Linked DNA regions of Mus musculus: region 1 is linked to region 2. Evidence: chromatin contacts called from public HiChIP or PLAC-seq data. All regions are on one chromosome and are shown on one strand. Each heading gives the region's core, a stretch centred on a gene start, on an enhancer-like site or on the middle of the called end of the contact. The rest is flanking DNA. Distances are from core to core; before and after follow the strand shown.

Region 1 (6,737 bases), core at 3,897-6,396, 150 kb after region 2:
ACAACAATAAAAATCCCCTTCAATGTAGACAGTAGCACTTAGCGTTGTTAGTGGTAGTAAGCTTAGGCTCCCAAATTTCTACTAAGGAAAGTAAAAAGAACAAAAAACAGAACACAAAAACAAAAACACCACCACCACCATCTCCTAAAAACCCTGACAGACCAACATCTACCCACATTTAATAATCATCATATCTATGCAGGCATGAAACACTGATAGACCAGAAAGATACATGATCTTTTTGTAGCCTTGTCATGTGTTATCTCTATGAAATGCTCACTAGGCCTTGTTTCAAATAAGTCACCCAAACCTATGTCAGAAACTGGAGACAGTGAATGAACATAATCAGAATATCAAGGCCATGACTACATGGTGAGTTCGGGGCCACCCTGAGCTTTATGAGACTGTATCTCAAAGACAATATGAGGGGAAGAAGAAACAATCAAAGACAGAAGTGATAAAACTTAAACATGCACAATAAAAAGCTCTATGTGCAAACATACACAATACTTAAAATTAGGAAAAAAACTGCATTTGTAACTCATAGTATATGCACCAAATAGCTCATTTATTCCACAAAAATAACACTTCTACAACCCCACACTGAAATAATATTTAAAATACAGAAATTAAAATTGGTTATAAAAAGTGATAATTTTCTCAAGCTCACACACACACACACACACACACAATCAATACGAGGTCTAAGCACCATTCATACAAAATAATGCCAAGTAGGAGATGTACTGTCTTTCAGAAGGAGCGATTTTAAAAACTTGGGATTATTCATTGAAAGCATCACTGCCATTTACAATTGGTGCAGATGTAAAAAGACACATATTTTAGCAGCATTCGGCCATATGTGTTCAAATGTGAAATGCGTGTGCGCAGCATTAGTGGTTCCTATCCATCTTGTGATCTTGGATTGACTCACGAGAACATATTGAAACACATAATCAAGAATATTCATTTTACCATTAAAACTTAAACTAGAAAGTTAATGGTAGAGAAATAAAAAAAATCAGTTAAATGATTAACAAAGGCCCAATATATCAATATAAATCATACAGCATTTACGTGGACAAGGAGGTAAAAATCCATTAGTAACACAGAACTATCTCAGGTTTTATTCGCCTATGAATAATACATATATTCATTCATATACTTATCAAAATAGGAATTTAATGTATAAATGTGATTCATTTAATTTCTAATACAAATAACCACTTTATTATATATATCACAAGAGGAAGAACTTAACATTGTAGGAAATATGAATATGTTAATAGATGAATAAGTGAGTGAATAAAATGGCATTTTATCATTTCTGATTATGGAGTATACAATGGAGCATAACACACAGAAAGATGTGTGAAAAAAAGAGATGGATGGCCTCTGATGTATGATGAGTGACATCTTTTCAACTTCATGACTCCTTGAAAGTGATACACATTTTACCTTACCACACCTCAAATTGTCAATGAGAGCAGGGACACCGCAGGCAATGTCACAGTCTGATACTCACCCCAGCCAACCAAGGGCTTCAGATGGTAAGTAATTCTGTACTGTGTTAGTGGGTATTGTGCACTATAAATTGTGTAAAATAAATTCATTTTCTTCTTGATATTCCCAACTTTCAATGAGCTTGTCAAGACATTAATAATACTGTAACTTAACACCAACAGCAGCAGATTCTGTTATGATTTAGAATTTAGAGTACAATAAACAAATATAAAGTGAATTGATGATAAAAATCTAGACTGAATGCATTTAATAATTGATGAGGAAAGGATCAAGCGATAAAATTGAATGGACTGGTCTTGTTATATTCTGTTTATAAATAAAATAAAATTAATTGAAGATTCAGCTGCTCTGATCATTTTAGACAGGACTGACATTTTTTCTCTAGTGACAATTTTCCCACATTGAATTTTTCATGAATCACCTGAAATTAGCAATTGCTATATAATATGTGTATATATATATATAATGTTTTCATGTGCATTTCATGAAAATGTGAACATATTTGGAGTCAATTTGCAATACCTAAACACAAAATGACCCAAATTAAGTACAGTACAATACTTGTAGTCAGAATATGTATGAAATTCTTAATTCTACTCATGTTTGTTTCTAATGGAATTGAACTATCTGCTTTCCCCTCCTGACTCCCAAATCTGTTTTGTTTCATAAAGGCTGAGTATGCCTGTGTACTAATGTTCTTCATCCAGCTGAGTAAATATTTTCAACAGTAAGGGCTAGTTTTGCAAATATAAATATACTTTGTAGTTACATTAAAAAAATAATCAGAGGAACACCCTACTGCCAGTTTTCCTAGCTGCAGAAACTTCTAACCCAGTTCTGTTTGCTTCATGACTGATCTGAAATAAAAGTCACCACACAATGTCCTTGCAAACTTCTAGTGCATTACCACTGCCCCAGTGTATTAAAATGTCATGAGCAGATGCATTGTGTGAAAAATAAGAGGACAAAGTAAATAATTTTTATAAGAGTCAAAAGTTAGATCCAGTTAGGTGGGGACATGCTGAAGTTTTACAAGTCTGGGCTATTTTAATAATATTTGTGAATCCTAATAGTAAGAACCACTTTTTAATCTGCAGGTCTGCTCACATCCCACTTAGGGATAGACTATCTTTTTTTAATTGAAAAGTAAATTTAATGTTCAGTGGGTAAGAACTGTAATTTGGCTGGCCATCACATTCAGTAAATCTCTAAAGCTTGGCTTATATGGAATTTTCACTAAAGAGCTTCATTCCGCTTAGCTTTGCTTGTTAACTCCACCCATGTACCAATCAAATTAAAAATGGCCTACTTTTCATCCTCATTCAGTTCTGTAGACTCGAAGACATCTCCAGCCCTCTACTCCCCTCTCCCCCTGCTCACCAACCCACCCACTCCTGCTTCATTGCCCTGGCATTCCCCTATACTGGGGCATAGAACCTTCACAGGACCAAGGGCCTCTCCTCCCATTGATGACTGACTAGGCCATCCTCTGCTACATATGAAGCTAGAGCCATGTCTTTTCTTTAGTTGGTGGTTTAGTCCCAGGGAGCTCTAGGGGTACTGGTTAGTTCATATTGTTGTTCCTCCTATGGGGCTGTAAACCCCTTTAGCTCCTTGGGTCCGTTCTCTAGCTCCTTCATTGGGTACCCTGTGCTCAGTCCAGCGGTTGGCTGTAAGCATCCACTTCTGTATTTGTCAGACACTGGCAGAGCCTCTCAGGAGACAGCTATATCAGGCTCCTGTCAGCTATATCAGGTTTCTGTCAGCAAACTCTTTTTGGCATCCACAATAGTGTCTGGATTTGGTGGTTGTATATGAGATAGATCACCAAGTGGGGCAGTCTTACCCTAAATATGTTTTAAACTAATTGTTTAAAAAGCTTTTATCTTTACAGAAATGTTCATTCTAGTCATTTATTATAGTCTTCATATAACATAATATGAATGAAATTGGCCAAACCTTTCAAGAGAACACCGATATTTTTTTTTCCCAAACTTTCCCCTGGGGAGAGAGGAGAGATTTTTCAAGATTTAATATAATGTTCATGAGAAAGTATGTGTTGGTTTCCAAGTCTGTCAGTGTTGAAAAATACTAGTAGAAACTTTAGTTATCTGTTGCAGGTTATGATATCCCAAGATGGGAAAAAATATTCACTTTTGTATTAGTTTTGCCATATCTCTGTTTGGTGATTCAAGCCAAGTCTTAGATTTAGAACAATTTTATATCATGAGTATTGAATTTTGACCATCAAAGTCAGTTCAAATACAGATGAACTAAAGGCCTGGGGCTGTTCTCAAGTCTACAGTACTGACTCGGGATGAAAAGAAGACCATATTCAATTTGATTGGTACATGGGTGTACAAGCAGAGCTAACCTGAATGAAGCACTCTAGTGAAAAGTCTACGTGAACCAAGCTTTAGAGATTTAGTTGAAGAACAAAAGGTCTCATTTAAAGGAGAGGCTATGACACAGATGGTAGCAACTTGGCTTTTAAAATTAATCTCTTATTATAGGAAGGAGTCAAATAGAAATAATTTCCAGGAAAAGTCTTGTTGGGCAAGGTGACTTGGACTGTGTGAGTGATACAATTGGTATCACAGCCTTCAGGATTCCCATGGAGCCTGTCCTGATCTGTGTGAAACAGTTGCAACAGGATAGAAACACAAACAGACCGATGTGGTCCCTGGTGTCTATGCACTTCTATTTGTTCCAAAGCTCTTTAAATTTTATTGACATTATAAAACACCAAAAGCAAACTCACTTAGTTCATTTTTAACTTAAAAAGAAGCTGGGGGTGGATAATTTGAGCGCCTCCATTTCAATAAGAAGTTGTAAATCAATCGAGTACTTAAAACATAAAAGGAGCTTATTTCATTATAGAAGGTCTTTTCATTTTGTAGTTCTGTAGATGAAAGGCCTTTACAGAAACTGGGGAGAATATGATCATCTAGCCTCTGACATAAAAATCATGCATTTAATTCTTTCATAGGGTATTAAAATGTACCAATAAAATTGGGTGGTTTTTTGACTACCTTATAAGCAGTAGGGTTGTATGTGGGAGTAATTTAAAAGTTTTCCTTAAGCAGCCATCAGGATACTTAAAAGTAATAAAAGAATAGGTTTCTTTCAGTGGCAATATATATATACATATATAATAGGAAAGAATGAGTATTGGACTAATCAATGGTAAAGGATGTTCAGCAAGATGCTGGGGCAATTATTTAGTATTACACTCATTTTCCTTGAGTAATTTATGAGCTTAATAATTTGCAGGCAAATTCAATCATGAGGCATTGCCCTTGATAGTTAGACATTGTAACACCACCCATGCACAGTGGATAGGAACTTCACACATAACTTCATTTGCTGCTTTTGATTTATTTTTTTATTTTTTTTATTTTTTTTATTTTTTCATCTTCATGAAAGAATGGAGATCTGGCTTTTGAAAATAAGCTTCCCTTTGAAAAGGAGCCATAGATAGGTGTATACAGGTCAGAGCCTGTTTCCTCAACCACAGAGCTGTGGGTTGATTTTATTTTTCCTTTGATCTGAACAATGTATGTGAAGTAATGGACCCCAGGATCCGGGGAAGTAGAGACTGAACTGTATTGTTGAACCGCGTTCTGAGTCACGCCTAGGAATGTTCTGAGTATACACTACTGAGCTGAAGTATGCACGCACAAAGTATAACCACGAATAAGTTAATGAATGCAGATGTGGGTGGCAGTTTCATGTCAGTGGGCTAGGACTAGAGTGATAAAATGCTTGCTTCAAAACAGTGTTCTTTATAATGAAGATAGTTGTACAAAATGCTACATCAATCTGTATATAGATAATGATAGTGTTAGAAGCCACGAATGGTTTAAGACTAAGCTCTCCAGCAGGCACAGTTCTGAGTACCTCTATATCTCATGCAATTTCATTAATATCTCTTACCATGTACTGTTACCTATTGAAATATTTCTGCCATTAATTAGTGAAAGTTTTAAAGGCAAGTACTATGCTATGCGTTTTCATCTTTCAGTATCTGTCCAGTGCCATCTGTACAAAATATATTATTTGACCTTAAAGTTCCTTTGTGTTAGTAGCACATGAATCAGCTTTCAGAATAAATGACTTGATTGTTGAGTTATTGAGGAACATAATGGTATGTATGATAGGCTGTCTTAGTCAGGGTTTCTATTCCTGCACAAACATCATGACCAAGAAGCAAGTTGGGGAGGAAAGGGTTTATTCGGCTTACACTTCTATGCTGCTGTTCATCACCAAAGGAAGTCAGGACTGGAACTCAAGCAGGGCAGGGAGCAGGAGCTGATGCAGAGTCCCGTTCTTTACTAGCCTGCCTCTCCTGGCTTACTCAGCCTGCTCTCTTATAGAACCCAAGACTACCAGCCCAGAGATGGCACCACCCACAAGGGGCCTTTCCCACTTGATCACTAATTGAGAAAATGCCTTAAAGTTGGATCTCATGGAGGCATTTCCTCAACTGAAGCTCCTTTCTCTGTGATAACTACAGCTGTGTCAAGTTGACACAAAACTAGCCAGTACATAGGCCATTTGCCAATGAGATAACATTTGATTTGATAAGGTTTTCTAAAATATACTAGAGTTTCTCACTTCAGAAATATTCCTACCCACTTTTCTGTTTTGTTTTGTTTCTTTTTTAATTCTTCTAGAACAAAGATTCAGTGTGAAAGGTATTGTGGAGAATTGGAAAAATATGGAAACATCCTTTAGAAGACTGTTTAGTAAGAAACATGTTCACAATAACATAGGAGAACATGGTGGCCAGATTACCAGACTCCAGTAAAAACAGGCATTGCCCTAAATGAGTTCTGTGCAGTACTTTCCATGTTATTCTTGTCTATTTATATAGGACTAGAAATGTGTCAATAGCATTAAATGATTAATACATGAATCCAGTGGACACAGAGTGAGTGGCAACTGCAGTAGGATATCTTTTGGCTAGCCTCCTAGTCTAGTACACATATGTGGTTAATGTGGGTGAGTCACACTTAGGAAAACTTCTTGCAAACACAAAGACACCAGACACAATGCAGTATATTGATGACATGAAATCTAATCAGTAACCTGATCAAATGCCCATGGTACATATAGCAGAATTTTTTTCAAGCTATTTGCTTATTGAAAAAAAGAAAAAAGAGCACTATTGAGATGTGTTTGGGAAGTGGTTCAGTATGCAAATGGAGTGA
Region 2 (6,967 bases), core at 3,197-5,696:
AATTTATACTTTCTTCATTTTCCAAAGCAGAAACAGGAGGCTCAGACCAGTTAACCATTACCTATAGTCCCTAAAAGGAAATGTCAGAGTTGTAAAACAGTATCCAGTGTAGTTAGTACACTGCAACTTTAACTTCTGTGCAGCTTAGTGAAGTCATACATGCTAGAGTTAACGAAACTCAATGCTAACAGCCCACAATAAATACAGGGTTACAGAGCTGATTCTCTGAGTGTTTTAAAAGATATAAGCTGGAAACAGGATGGTATTTTTTCATGTTTATTTTAATTGCTATTATATATTTAAGCTATGTAACCGATGAAGAACATCTATGTAAAGCATTTTCTCTAATGGAACAAATGAGAAAATATACCCGTTTTCCATGATAAGAAAATCATGACATCCTTTGGGAAGTTTTTGGAAACAATTGTATTTTCCTACGGCAGGAGTAGTAGTAATCCAGTCATTAAGCAAAAGCTCTGGGTTTAATGCGTGGTTCTGTTGGCCTCCACGTTGTACAGCACTCTCTGGACTTGTTCACCTTACACATTTGCTGCTTTAGATTCTTTAGCAAGCATCTCCCCAATCGTCTCTGTCTCCTGACACTGGTAATGGGAGCTACATTTTCAAAAGCTTAACTTTCTAAGGTACTAGAGGAGGAAGACAATTGAGGTGTTGATGTAAGTGTCATGAATATGTGCCAAGCGCCACTTCCCATTGTATGAGTGTGAAGAGCAGCTCAACTAGTCTCAAAGGTACTTGTCAACAAGGAACTGGACTTCATGATACCAACAGAGCTCAGCTCCACACTTTAAAAATGAACTGTACCAACAATCTGTACATCTATTCCTGCTGATAGCCTACACAAGTAGGGCTTTTCTGTCAAAGTGTTTGTTTGTTTGTTTATTTATTTATTTATTCATTTATTTAACAGTTTTCACCTTTTGGTACCATTCGAATCATATTAAATAATATTCATTTATTTGGGGAAATAGTTATTTTGCCATTAGTAGGATTAATGACATATTTTTTTAAATTTCCAAATGCCAATATAAATATGAAAGGTAAGATATTAGTTACTTCTGTATGATTGTGATCAAGGTCTGACTTAACAATGTAAGAGAGTGAAGATTCACTTTAGCCCATGGTTCAGAGCAAGTTCGGTTCACTGCGGAATGGGCGGAGCACAGGGTGTCCTTGGTCACGGCTCAGCCATAGACCCAAGCACAGAGCACAGATGTAGACTAGGCATGACAGAACCTCTAAGGCTAACTCTAATGAGTGCTTTTTGCCAGGAAGGCCTCCACTTACTAAAGATTCCAAAGCACGTTGCAATCATAACATGGAAAGTATGCATTTTCTATTTGGACTCAACTTTGTTCAGGGAGGGTGGGAGAGAATGAGAGAGAGAGAGAGAGAGAGAGAGAGAGAGAGAGAGAGAGAGAGAGAGGGAGGGAGGGAGAGGGAGAGGGAGAGGGAGAGGGAGAGGGAGAGGGAGAGGAAGAGGAAGAAAAGAGGAAGAGGAAGAGGATACATTAGCCATCATCTACCATCAAAATCATTTGGATTGCTCCTGAAACACAGTTGTTTACAGCATACTTACCTTGTTTTATAATTTTACATCTGTCTCTTCCTCATCAATGAACAGTTCAAGGACACATTGCTTCAGACCCTCTAATAATCCTTAAGAGTGACTGTTAGACAAGTGTTCTATTATATCATGAGAAAGTAAAAAAATCATGATTTGCCTTATTTTCAAGTTTTGGATAACTCTGGGAAAAGAGGTATTTAGGTTAATACCCCATGTCGACATTTTATACACAATATATCATTCACTTAGCTAAAGAACTATCAGTGAGAATTAGCCCTTCTCAGAACTATTATTTTCTTGGAGGAACTCTGATAAATTATATAACTCAAATAAATTTGGCTTCAATGTTGAATATTTTGAAGATTATTGTTGTACATAAATATGTTCATCCACAAAAGTCCATATCTCTTATACTGCACATGTAGAATATGATTTTTCTGACCATGTTATTAGCAGAGGAGAGCATCTGAATATTAAAAACCAGGCAAATATATAAAATCAGAATAAAGTTTCCTTTCCAATTACATATACAATGTCTTCTTGCCAGTGGATCAGACTTTATAAAGCATACATTTGTTGTTGTCTTTTAGGGATAGAGTTAGGTTTGCTACTTTCTTCATATTCCATTAAAGTAATATGCCTCATATTTTGTATTTCTTTCTGCTTTTAATAACTGAGGGATGGTAACATTTTGTGTTGTTCCCCATCATTATTGATACATAATTGACAAATAAAGATGCAACTGCTTAATATATACAAACCTCTCTGTGTTTAACTCTTTGACATGAAAGAGCTTGTTATGAAGAGTATTAATAGGATGTTTTATGTGAGAAATAATAACCTCTTAAAGGTAACTCATTTGTGATAACTTGAAAGCAGCAGAAAGGTTATGCTAGTGAAGATGGAATGTTTCCTCTTCCTCCATTAGAAGTCCTTCCTAACAATATAGTGTACACACATACATATTTATACAAAGAATGCCAATAAAGGTAGAAACCAAAAGGATAGGATACACAAAGACATTAATTAGCAAATGAAAACATTTTTACAATTTGTTAAAATTAATATGTAAACAGTACATCTATAGAAACTCAATTTAGAATACCTTAGAGAAACTTCCCTAGTGACAAACCATTATATGTGTTAGCAAGGAAAGGAGACCGAAGTATACCTCAGATTATGTAGTTTTTATTACATAGAAAATGCATGCATATAAAAATACTAAGCATGAAAAATGCACATTTTTTCTCATGAAGTTATACAGAAAGAAAAACAAAATATGCAATTGGCACCTGTATTATTGAAAACGCTTTTTCTAGAGTTAAAAATGGTTAGATATTCTTAAACAGTTCTATATAACAGTTCAGTTATATAAAATATAATTAAATTGTAACACTGCATTTATACTTTCCAAATTTATAATGGTTCACGGGCACATGCATATCTTAGATAAGATTATAAAGAAAAATATAATTTTAGTTAAATAAAAACATATGCATATATATCCTACAAATGAAGTTGTGATTACATAATGAAAATGGGTCTTCCTATCACTTTGAAATCCTGAACATTGAAGTGTGTACAAGAATAAAACGACTCCTTCCAACCATGTCTTGCTTGCTGATGCTGCTGTCCAGACGGGATTTCCATAGAAAACAGTGTCCATCTGTGTGCTTTGCTGGGACTCAAGACATCAGCCTGAAAAGGGAAATTGTAAGGCCGGCAAGCCCATTTTTCCCTCCCTCCTCCCTCCCTCCCAACCCCACAGGCATGTGATTAGGAACTGGGTTGTGTTTTAGGGAGTCATTGCTGGTGTGTGTGTGGGGGGGTGGGGGGTGATAGCAGATTCTTCAAAATAAGGCTCAGAGTAAATCCTCCAGGAACTTTCCCCTGGACACTTATCCTCCTATAGCTCCTGTGTCTGTCTGTCTGTCTCGTCCAGGTCATAGGTTAAAGTTTTACATACCAGCAGACACACACACACACACACACACACACACACACACACGCACACACACACACACATTTTATAGCTCCTGTGTCTGTCTGTCTGTCTCGTCCAGGTCATAGGTTAAAGTTTTACATACCAGCAGACACACACACACACACACACACACACACACACACACGCACACACACACACACATTTTGATAGTATACCAATTTTAGTTCCATAGACTCCTTCTACTGTTCAGTAGTTAAAGGTGGTGATGGCAAGCAGCTCACTTTTCCTAGGGCACTCCCAAGGTCCCTGAGACACAGCATGTGGTCTCCAAAGGCTGACGGATGCCAGCACCTTAGGAAGCCAGCTATATCATTGGGCAGTGATCAGTTAACCCAGCAGCCCTTGGTCCTTCACGGTTTCCCCACCCTTTTTTGTTTTTTAATGGAGAGCCAGGGAACCTGCTTTCTTAGTTGCTGCACTGCTCAACTGGCCTTACCACGCTTGCATTCAGGGAAGGGGAGGGTTTTTATTTTGTGTGTATGGAGTAGGTAGGGGAAGCGTTCCTCCTGCTCATTCCTGTTTGCCAAGATCAGATTACTTTTCACTGACTGGAGCTGGCTGGCAGGAGGCCGCAGGGGGGAGGGGGGTAGCTTTAAATCTTTTATGTGTGTACACCTTGTGTGGCTGGGTGTGGAAAGCAGGAAAGGGGGGGGGGGGTTCCAAGTCGAGTGCAATTCCCATTCCATGGCTATTACCATGCCTGTAGGGTTGGCAGGTCTTAGAGTTTAGCTAGTTGGCAAATAGCTACAACACACAATAGAGGCTCTCCCCTCCTTCCTTCCCTCCCTTCCTCTCTCTTTCCCTTCCTCCCTCCTCTCCACCCTTCCTCCCTCTCTGACTCTCCCTCTTCCTCTCTCCCTCTCTCTCCTCCCTCTCCTCTATCTTTTGAGCTTCCAAACACACACCTTCTTCCAGGCTGAAGCTGGGCTGGTCTCCCTAGGCACAGCAGCCACAACAATCCCGCAGTTCAAAGTTAGGCAGCAATTGCACAACTTCCAGCAACTCTCTCAGCCAGCTGCTAATGAGCTTGAAAGCAAGGAACATCTGAGGAGTTGAAAAGGAAGCCTCCAGCCTTCCTCCTTTCACCAGAGAGACCCAGACACCCCTCCCAGGGCCCAGATTACTTTGAGATAAGGACTGTGTTATTTGCTTGCCTTGCCGGACAGACCATGGCTCCCTTTGGAAGAAACTTACTGAAGACACGACATAAAAACAGGTAAAAAAAAAAAAAAAATGAGTGCGTGTGTGTGTGTGTGTGTGTGTGTGTGTGTGTGTGTGTGTGTGTGTGTTGGATTCAGTTCCCTAAGCCTTTGGTTCTGATGAGAACTGTTTGGCGAGTCGGTCGGGATCTAGAATGAAGACCCAGCTAGCTCTTCAGACCATAGGTCCTGTATTGACGATGGACGTATCCCGAACAAGGATCATGGGAAATCATGACTGATTTTTAACTCTCTTTTCCCTTTATGGCAGTCTGAGTACACTAACTAACACTAACATTTTCTCTTTACTTTGTCTTGAACTTTTGGGGAGAGAAGAATCACAAGATCTGGTTTAGTTTAAGCGTTGCATTAGAATATCTCTTTTTGAAAAAGCTTAAGAGTTTGGGAAAGATACAACTAGGATTTCTAATCACTTATTGAAAGGAAAAATTAAAAAAAAAAAGTACAACTGCTGATACAATCTGGAAACAATGCTTTGGTCCCCTCTAAGAGTGGAGCATTTCTAAAATCTGGAAAGTTCCCAATTGCGAACATTCCCAGAAGGAGCTCTTAATGGACTGTGTGTCTTTGAGAACTTTAGGTGGCTTAGGCGTTCAAAGAGGAGACAAGCAGCTATGTGCTTCACTTTATTATTGCCACTATACTTAGAGTTAATGCATGTACTCTGCATACTGAGAGAGAGAGAGAGATTGGAAGGGGGGATTTGGAATAATGGGATAATATCTATATATTTCACTACCATAACTAATTTACTTATACTCAAATATTACATTTTATGCAAACAATGAAATGATTATTTGAGACAGGATTTATTTTTTTAATATATCTGTTTTGGCAGATATAATAAAATGGGCTTTCCAGCCATTCTTCTCTCCTCTTCATTATGCCTGTTTGCGCTTGTCATCTTCTGCTTAGTGTAAATTTAAATGGATACAATTACAAGGTAGGAAATGATATAATTATTTTAAAGTGTCTGCCTGATAATACAGGAATACGACTTTAACGTGATTCTGCGCGCCTCTGTTTTGTACACGAATATCTACTTGATTTAGTTGATTGAATTTCTTTAAGAAACTACAAAAGCTATAGTATATACTGTGAAGCCGTCTTAATCACTTGTATGTGTTACTTGTGTGACAAATATGATAAATATTGTATTTTTTAAATCAGGATGCTTTATTACATGTTACGAGACAATGGTTTCAGTTCATTTTAATAGCTTGTGATAACCATTACAACTAGCTTCATGTATTAGTAGTGACAAGGTCTTTAATAATATTCCAGATAAACCAACTCCAGCTTCCCTGCCTCAATTCAGCTGTGGATTCTAGTTGGGTTACTACTGTAGCATTTTCATATTTCTTTAAACACTATGAAATTGTGTAAAAAGTATTTTGGGTTTATTGTTTTTTTTTTCTTTTTTTTTTTAACAAATTGTGCTTCTGCAACCAAATCCTGTCTTCGGAATTGTTGGTTGTGAAGAGTGCTTCACCAGTTTATGGATTTCATCACTTGTGTACCAAGAAGAGAGCACTAAAACCTTTGAATGCACCCCTGAATGTCCTTTATCAAACTCCATAGTCTGTTTCCATTGTGTTGCTTCTGTGACTGAGCCTTCTGGTCTAGCCATAAAACAAACACTCTCAGCAGGATACTTTAAACTCAAAAATTGTGATGAAGAGATAAGAACAGAAAAACTGGAAGTTTAACAGCATTTCAGGTAGCCCTTGAGAAAACAGAAAGCTGTTGCTAAGGGTCATGATTTATGAAGACCTCAATTTGAGGGTGTGAGCAAAGGCAGTAATGAGGAGGATGTGTGCAAGCTACTCCAGTGATTAATTGCTTCCTTTTACAGATTTTTTACTTTTTAGCCTCGAGTAAAAACAGAGGTGGGAGAAAGAAAGAAAGAGAGAGAGAGAGAGAGAGACAGAGAGAGAGAGAGAGACAGAGAGAGAGACAGAGAGACAGAGACAGAGACAGAGAGACAGAGAGAGAAAGAGACACAGAGAGAGAAACAGAGAGAGGGAGAGGAGAGAGAGAGAGAACAGCATAAGTCAATGACATAAAATTATGAGCATTTGAAACTGAGTATTAAAAATGTCATTTTGGGCCTTGAAATAATATGGCAGTATATATGAGGTCTTGTTGTTTGGG

Evidence for each region. HiChIP or PLAC-seq counts read pairs in DNA pulled down with a chosen protein or histone mark.
Region 1: an HNF4G HiChIP or PLAC-seq map of pancreatic cancer cells shows a contact between it and region 2. The contact joins the enhancer-like site here to the promoter of Rassf9 in region 2. A contact is called at or near these places in 6 of 39 promoter capture datasets (3T3-L1-derived adipocytes, embryonic stem cells, liver and 2 more), 1 of 484 Hi-C or Micro-C datasets (epidermal suprabasal cells), 1 of 115 datasets of contacts at active chromatin or transcription factors (pancreatic cancer cells) and 1 of 9 other capture datasets (adipose tissue).

The regions. Positions count from the first base shown.
Region 1 is chr10:102,654,730-102,661,466 of GRCm38.p6, forward strand. No RefSeq gene overlaps it. Among named protein-coding and RNA genes, the nearest start is that of Rassf9, 150 kb to the left of the region's middle. Within about 2 kb of position 5,147, at least 24 of the 459 cell types and tissues checked have an H3K27ac peak or open chromatin away from gene starts, as enhancers often do. A contact at or near this core is called in pancreatic cancer cells, where this site is marked.
Region 2 is chr10:102,507,776-102,514,742 of GRCm38.p6, forward strand. It overlaps Rassf9 (Ras association (RalGDS/AF-6) domain family (N-terminal) member 9), which reads left to right and starts at 4,447. Exons shown (of 2, transcript NM_146240.4): 1 at 4,447-4,809. The coding sequence starts at 4,763.